Linked DNA regions of Anser cygnoides: region 2 is linked to region 1. A link is a contact called in public Hi-C data. All regions are on one chromosome and are shown on one strand. The core of a region is the stretch at or near the end of the contact, and the rest is flanking DNA. Distances in the headings are between cores, read along the strand shown.

Evidence for each region. A called contact is a pair of places that touch in the nucleus more often than the background predicts.
Region 2: a Hi-C map of liver shows a contact between it and region 1, with 3 times the contacts expected there. The contact joins two enhancer-like sites. A contact is called at or near these places in 2 of 7 Hi-C or Micro-C datasets (both in liver).

The regions. Positions count from the first base shown.
Region 1 is chr2:82,241,571-82,245,235 of Taihu_goose_T2T_genome, reverse strand. All of the region lies in intron 2 of RNF152 (ring finger protein 152), which reads left to right. Among named protein-coding and RNA genes, the nearest start is that of RNF152, 44 kb to the left of the region's middle. Within about 2 kb of position 1,590, at least 1 of the 3 cell types and tissues checked has open chromatin away from gene starts, as enhancers often do. A contact at or near this core is called in liver, where this site is marked.
Region 2 is chr2:82,963,906-82,967,570 of Taihu_goose_T2T_genome, reverse strand. No RefSeq gene overlaps it. Among named protein-coding and RNA genes, the nearest start is that of KDSR, 5.8 kb to the right of the region's middle. Within about 2 kb of position 1,855, at least 1 of the 3 cell types and tissues checked has open chromatin away from gene starts, as enhancers often do. A contact at or near this core is called in liver, where this site is marked.

The DNA of each region.
Region 1 (3,665 bases), core at 341-2,840:
ATAGCTCTTCTTATGGCCCCTCACCCCCATTCCTCTTGGTGCCAGCTTGAATGGCAAACAGTTTCGTCACTTGGTAGTGGAGAAACCTGGCTGTTAATTCCTATCACCCTAGGGTTTACAAGTGTGTCAGGCATAATTAAGAGCAGCCAACAGATCTGAAGAAGTGCTAATGGCCGTGTGAGATTTGCAGTGAGAAAGGCTATAAAAATGAGCACAGTCTCTTGGGATGTTTTGAACCCTGGAGATTTTGTTTATTTCCAAATTGAGAGGGAACCTTTTAGAATCCTGTGCGGGGCAGTTCCCAGATTTGGGATGCCTAATAACCACAGTCAGGTCTCTCATCCTGTCAGAGAATCACAGAGTGGTTTGTGTTGGAAGGAACCTGAAAGATCACCTGTTTCCAACCCCATGGGGAGGGACACCTCCCACCAGACCAGGTTGGTCAAAGCCCCATCCAACCTGGCCCTGAACATTTCCAGGCATCCCTGTCAGTGCACCCCTCATTCAGGACAAGAACTGCCAAGACTTATGGACAGCAGAAATGGTGAGGAGCACCATCACACTCCTCCTGGCCTGGGCAGCACTGCACATGGGGTCTCCTGCACTCCCCCAGGCTGGGGGAAGCCCAGGAGCCTGTGAGATTTAGGGACCTGTAGCTCTGGGGCAGCTTGACAAGTCACCCTGTCAAAAAGCCACAAACCTGGAAGCCCTGGGCTGGTGAGGACCAGGTCAGGCTCCACAGCTTGGGCTCCACATCCAACCGCGTGGAGGGCTGTTGAGGGGCTGGATGGGCAGAAGAAATGTGCCTGAAATGGGCATGTTTCTCTGGAATATTTTTATTTGAAATAGCATTTCCCACAGGAAAACACCTCGCTTGAAACTTGCTGGTGAGCATGGTTGTTCTGTTTTGACTCAGCAGTAAGAATCTGTGCCCGTCGTTTGCTGACCAGGCACATTACAGGTGATTAGTAGTGTTTGCTGTTGGAACAAAGTGCAGTTTATCCTGATCACATTTGACCAAAATAAGGTCTTTGGAGCTGGGGAGTGTGGACGTGTCAAAGTTTGCAGATAAAAGGAGGGAGCAGCAGAGCTGGTGAGGTGAGATGGAACAACGTGCAGCCAAGTGAGTCTCTCTCTGTTTTCTATAAACACTGAAGGCTGGTGTTTTCACCGGATCCATTCTTCTCCAAAAATGTAAACTTCTGCGTGTAATTACTTACATTCCTGTGGGGGACCTTTGTTTCTCCGTCTTCTGTTGTTACGGCTGGCTGGTGATGATTTCTGAGGTAAAGGTGGTGGGTTAATACCTTGCACTCAGGCTCCCTTCTCGTGCTCCACGTCTGATTGCATGGCTGCCAGAGAGGCAGGAGGCTGGCCAGCTGTTGTCCTGATTGATCTGTGCCATTGAGATCACCCACAGCAGATTCCCTATCAGCACGGATCCTCTGGCACAGGTTCGTAGGATGTTGTAGGCTCATATTTCACAGTTTCACCCAGCTTTATTTTCTGTGGCTTTACACATCTGGGAGTATGTATGCTTGGTTCTCATCTTGCCAAGGGCTGGATTTCTTGGCAAGGGCTGGGCTAAAGCTGAAGGAGCAATGTCAGCTTGCACTCGCTAAGGATTTGGCCAAATTAAAATGCGTTTTTGCTCTGAAATATTTCTGTGCAATTGTGAATAACCAAATAGAAAGAATAGTGGCTGTAGGCTGTCTGTCTCAGGGGAAGGTGCCCAGAAAATAAGTAATTCTGGAGAGAAGAATGGGTTCACTTTGTCTTATTGTTAGCTTCATGTTCCTCAAAATGCAGACAGTCTCTCAGTTGCAGTTTTCGTGATGGATAAGCTGTGTCTGTGGAGATGCTTTAAAACTTCTGGATCACAGGCTTTCGTGGTTTCATGGTCCATGGAAAAGCTGGTATGTTCGGTGAAAGCCACTGAAAACCTTGGGCAGACCACAGAGATACTGCCACCTTGGAGAGACTGGGAGAAATGCGTGGTTTACTGAGCCTTATTGATTCTCTGTTTGGGAAAAAAAAGAATCTTTCACCCCTGTCCAGTGGCTCAAGAGGTGAGAAGTGGAGCTGCCACGAAGTTTTCCAGGAGCTTTGAGGCAACCTGGGTGGTGCTTGCATGACCTTGAACCAACTGCTTCATCTCTCAGCACTTCTTTTCTTAGATGATGAAAGGATATAATAATGATAACACTTCTCTCTTAACAAGGGTGTTGTGCTGAATAAATTAATTAATCTTTGTACTGTTTTCAGTTACTATGGTAATTAGTGCTAAAGAACAGCCTAAAAATAAATAGGATCATTTAGTGAAGGATATTCAGGGGAAATCAGGTAGTACGTCCTGCATGTTTGCAACAGCCCCGGTACATTTAGTACAAACAAATCTGTTGAAAACATTAATGGATGGTGAATTTTGTAGCAGAAATGCTCCCAAATATTAGATATGTTTCTTCCTATCCACTATCAGTTTGAAGTGACTGCAGCAGCCATTTCCTTCCATATTTTTGGGCAGATGATTCTTGCAATTAGTTTCCCTATAGAGATGAGTGCCCACTCCGCGCCACTCCCCCCATCTCCTTTCCAGCCTAAGGGCACCCAAAACGAATGGATCTTTCTTCGTCGTAAGTCATACATACTCGGTAATACCGTCAGAGAATGCTTAATGTGTTTGGGGAGTTTGCGTAATGAACCTTCCTTGAGAAAGGTGAAGTGTCGTCAGTGCACTGCCTTGCTAAAAGTCTGTTATTAACCTTGCCATGCAGTAGGTACAGCATGCCTAAATACGTGCATATGTCTGTGCAGAGATTTTGAGGCTTCCAGTGAATGCCCTGGAGCCAGTCTGTAAAAATGGGATATGATATTTAATCTTCTGAGAATTGTATTAAATTCCACAGGCATCATTAAAATATATTTTTGTGGCGTTCACGTTGATATAATTTTGGGCCCTAATAAGTTAGGATGTATGTGTGGAGATAGTTCTTCATTCTCCAGTGGAGGCAGCACCCCTTCAAGGCTGTGGCTTCCATTGCTTAGTCACTGGGGCTGTCCTTACGGAGAAGAAATACCATCTTAATAGGCAATGATTTGTCTTTGGTTTGTTGTTGGACTTGTTCAGCTCTCATCGTGGACGTTTAATGTCTGTCTGTGCACAGGGTTCCAAAAATAACTGCCTTTTCTGACCACTTTATAGTTAGTGTTTGTGCAGAATTTTCTCTACATCAAATCTGATTTTAATCTGACCCCTTTTCTTTCTTCTTCCTCGCACTGCATCTAGCTGTGTTATACTATCTGCAGTGCCTTCTATTCACCTCATGCAACACTTCCCTGCGTTGTGTTGGGAAGCCGTGAGTTGCAACAAATACCCTTTCCCCCTTCACCTTCTTGGGGAGCAGTAAGCCAGTGCTTTGGCATGGCGGGCCTCCTGCTCACCTGAAGAAAGAGAGCTTGGGGCCTGCCACAGCCTCTGACAAGGTGTTGACAGAACAGATGGCATGACTGCCGAGCAGCTGAAAGAAGTTGTATTCTCCGGAGCTTACTGTCTTTGTTGTTCTTGAGTTACGTGGTATTTTCTCAGATCTTATGAACTCTTCAGAGGAGGGCCTTCTGTCATGCTCTGAGCCATCCAGCTGTACCTTGATCTCCTCCAGTGGATC
Region 2 (3,665 bases), core at 606-3,105, 720 kb before region 1:
AGATACAATGGCCTGGCTGAGCCTGAGCTCGGTTGGAATTCTGATGTTTTAATGAATTAATCACAGCCATGAATTGTGTGCAACCAAACTGCAAAGTGACAACTCTTCCCTTTCTACACCTGCTCTCGTTTTGGTGTTGATTTTTCTATTCAGATCCAGCCTTGCTCTGCTGCTGTAATTAAGAAATGTTTTGTTTCACCTGCCTGAAAGCCTCCTGCCAAAGGTGCACGTGTCAGCTGCCAGTACAGAGACAAGCAGGTGGCCTGATGGCAAAACTTGTGTAGCTGCAGAACAGCTACAGGGGTAGGTGCTGCAAAGCTTTCTTCATCCAGCATTGCTAGCACTGAGAGGTGCATGGTCGTCTGAGGTTTAGATCGGCTCAGTCCAGCCAGGAGCTACCTTCTTGGAGCTTCTATGCTGGTTTTGGACAGATGATGTGGTACTTCCTGGGCAGTCATGAAGGGGGAAATGTGCCTGTGGAGAAGTGCACAGGGTGACAGATGCTGGTCTGTGCTGCAGCTCTCCCGCAGCCAGCACAGAGGGAAAATGACCAGTGAACGACCACCGCAACTGCTGTTCTGCACTACACTACAATGGGTTTTCTGGTTCTTTTTGCCTGGGGTGTCAGCTGTGAAAAGTGTTCTGCAAGCTTTACAGGTATCAGGCTCGTTCTCTTGGGTCTGCATCTAAAGCATGCTCATTTCTTTGCAGCAGGTACTAGAAATGGGCGATGCCTCTTAGAAGAAGAGAGAGGTTTTGATCAGGATTTTCCTTTGATCTGAAGTTAATTGACAATCTGTGCCTGCCCTTTTCCTGTTGCTTTTGAGTTTTCTCCACCCCCTCTCTTCTTTTGCCCAAGCAGTTCCCTCAGTTCCTTTTTGTTTTTTTTCGTTCAACTTATTCAGTCCTTCACGCATTTTTCTCTCAAATGGAAGATAAAGAGCAGTTTCCTTTTAAAAATCCTATTTCAAAGCATGTTCCTATATTTCTTCAACTTTTCTACCAAAGCAAGCTTATATGTAGCAGAACAAAAGCTGATGTTCTCCATGATTCTTCCCTTTTTCCATTCAAAGCTATAAGGAAAATCCATACACGCTGGGCTTTTACTGGCTGGTATTAGGATGGCAATGATCTGTGTCATTAGGGGATGGAAACAGACTTGGAGAAGTGCAAGCAGCTCTGAAGTACTTTGTGGCAATCGCGAGAAGAGCTTGCAGGTGGAGGTTTCCTTGCATTCAGTGAGCTGTTTTATACTTGTTTCTTGGGTTAGAGGAGAAGTGAGCGAAGTACAAGAGATCTTCTGAGTTTCCATTGCATAACAGCAGCTTCTGTGCAGCAGATGCCAAAGATAATGGATCAGGGACTGATAACAAGGGCACGTGTTGTGTAATTTTATCCAAGAAACAAACACCAGTCTCTTGCCAGTGCTGTGTATGTCAAGTGCATTACCTGGAACTGGAAACAGACCTAATTCGTGTCAAAAGATTGAGCAAACCAAGTTCTCTGAATTGCTTTGAAGAGAACCTGGCGTGAACCCGAAGGAAGTAACTTCAGTTCTTCTAGTTTTTGTTTTGTTTTTTTTAAGAGTGCAGCTACAAAGCAAAGGCAATGGGAGAGTATATAAAGTTTTACCACATGGTGCTATGGGGGCAGCCAAGCAGCTCTAGAAATGGACAATGTTGTCAACCAGAGGTAAAAAGATCTCCAGAGTAACGCAGTAGCTTTACAAGCACTGAAACTACCTGAGAACATCGCTTACAAAAGTTAAGTTTAAAAGAAACCAGAGGCTTGCCAGGACTGCAAATCATTAACTCGTTCTTTTGCAATAAGATTCAGTCACATGCACATAATAGAAATGGCTGGACTGAATGGCTTGGGGTAGCATAACTGGTAGCTTAAGCCAGAACTAGATCAAACTCATGAAGTTTGGGACCTGTCAATCTTCAAAGATTACCTCTGTGGTACCTTTAGCAGAGGTTTGGGTGGGAGCAACTTCAAAACCAAATTGCTGAGCAGGAATCAGGTAGAAAGAAAGTACCCGGCCATAAGCTGCTGGGTGTATAATTACAAAAATGCTCCATCTGGCTAAAATGTGAAAGTATTCATGAGAATGTACATCCAGCCAGGTAATAATGATGCTAATGGGTGAGAGGCTGCCTCTGAAGAAAAGCAAAATACGATGCAGATAGTGCTGAAGCAATGTGATTAGCTTCAGTCATAATTCCTGAATGATGTAACTGAGAACAGACAGGAAAGGCCTTCTCCCTTGGCTGTGTATTCAAGATTAACAATCTGAAAACCTAAAAGCATAGTGATCAAGGATCTTGTTTCTCCAGATACTAAATTCTGTGTTAAAGCTCTGCCATGGTACTACAAGAAGAGCGTACAGCTGCTAGCTGCTTGTCACAGCAGCGGTGGATTTCCTGGAGAGGCAGGCAGGGAGTAAGGAGAGGAAACCCTGGTAATCTTTATGTTGCTGTTCTCATGGAAAAAAAATAAAAATAAAAATTATTACCCATATGCACCACAGTATTATAAAACAAGGGGATGAGGGGCTCCCTAGGTCTGTAAGACTCTCCCTTTCCTCTTGTTACCCAGCTAACCTGATGTCAGACAGAAGGGAGGTAGGTGCCACCCCACAGTAAGCTCAGCACTGGCAGCATCTCCTCTCGCACCCTCCTGAAGCCCAGGGAGCCCTGTTAAAGCACTTCTCTGCTCCCCCGGGATGGCAGGTCCTTGCCTTGTGCACTCAGCAGCTCTTTTCTTCCCTGGTGCAGCTGGGAAAGGGGGCAGCTGCTAACAGGATGGGGAACTGTGAGGGGGGACCGGGGCTGTGGCATCTGATCCTATGGGCAAAGCAGGAAAGGCTGTGCTGCAGCACTGAGAGGTGGAAGGTTGCAGGGGGAAGGCATGGAAAGCCAGAGAGTGACATATATCACATCTTAAAATGTTGTAAGAACGGCTCTACATCCCCATTTTAGGATGAAGACCTGCAAAACACAAAGAGAAAGCTTTCTGGAATAAAGACTGGAGCATGCCTGCTATTAGAAGAAAATCGCTTTTTTGTTAGGAACGAAAACATACTCTTAACCAGCAGTCTGGGTATTGTAAATAGTGGAGAAAATCATACTTGCTACACCTGAGGAGGAGGAGATTTTGGTGCAACTATATTTTCAAACTCACAAGTGTGGTGCGTCTGTTTGTAAAATGCATTTCCCCTGGAGTAGGTCCCCGGGGGCTGGGCGCAGTGCGGCTGGGCAGGCAGCGAGGCGATGGGTGTGCGGTACAGTGCGTCACACCTTCTGTCAGACCAATGCACGCTGCACATCTCCGGAGCTTCGCCTTGTGAGAGAAGAGCTGTTGTTATCAGTAGCGTCACGTGGGCTATCTTGTAACGTGGGCTTCCACTGGGATCATCTGCTTAAATATAACTTTTCAGGAGATAAGAAAAATTGGGGATGGGTGCCCTCGCAAAGAGCACCTTCGCATGTTCCAGTGTGAAGGAAAGCCGCAGCCTGTTCCTTTGTCCCCAGTCCTCCTTGAGCTTGTTTTGCATGCCACCTGATGAGAGCTGCTCAGCCTCTCCAACCCACGGGCCAGAGCACACCTGGGGCTATTTAGAAATCCATAGCAGTGTCTTACATCCAAGAGTGATCAGCAAATTG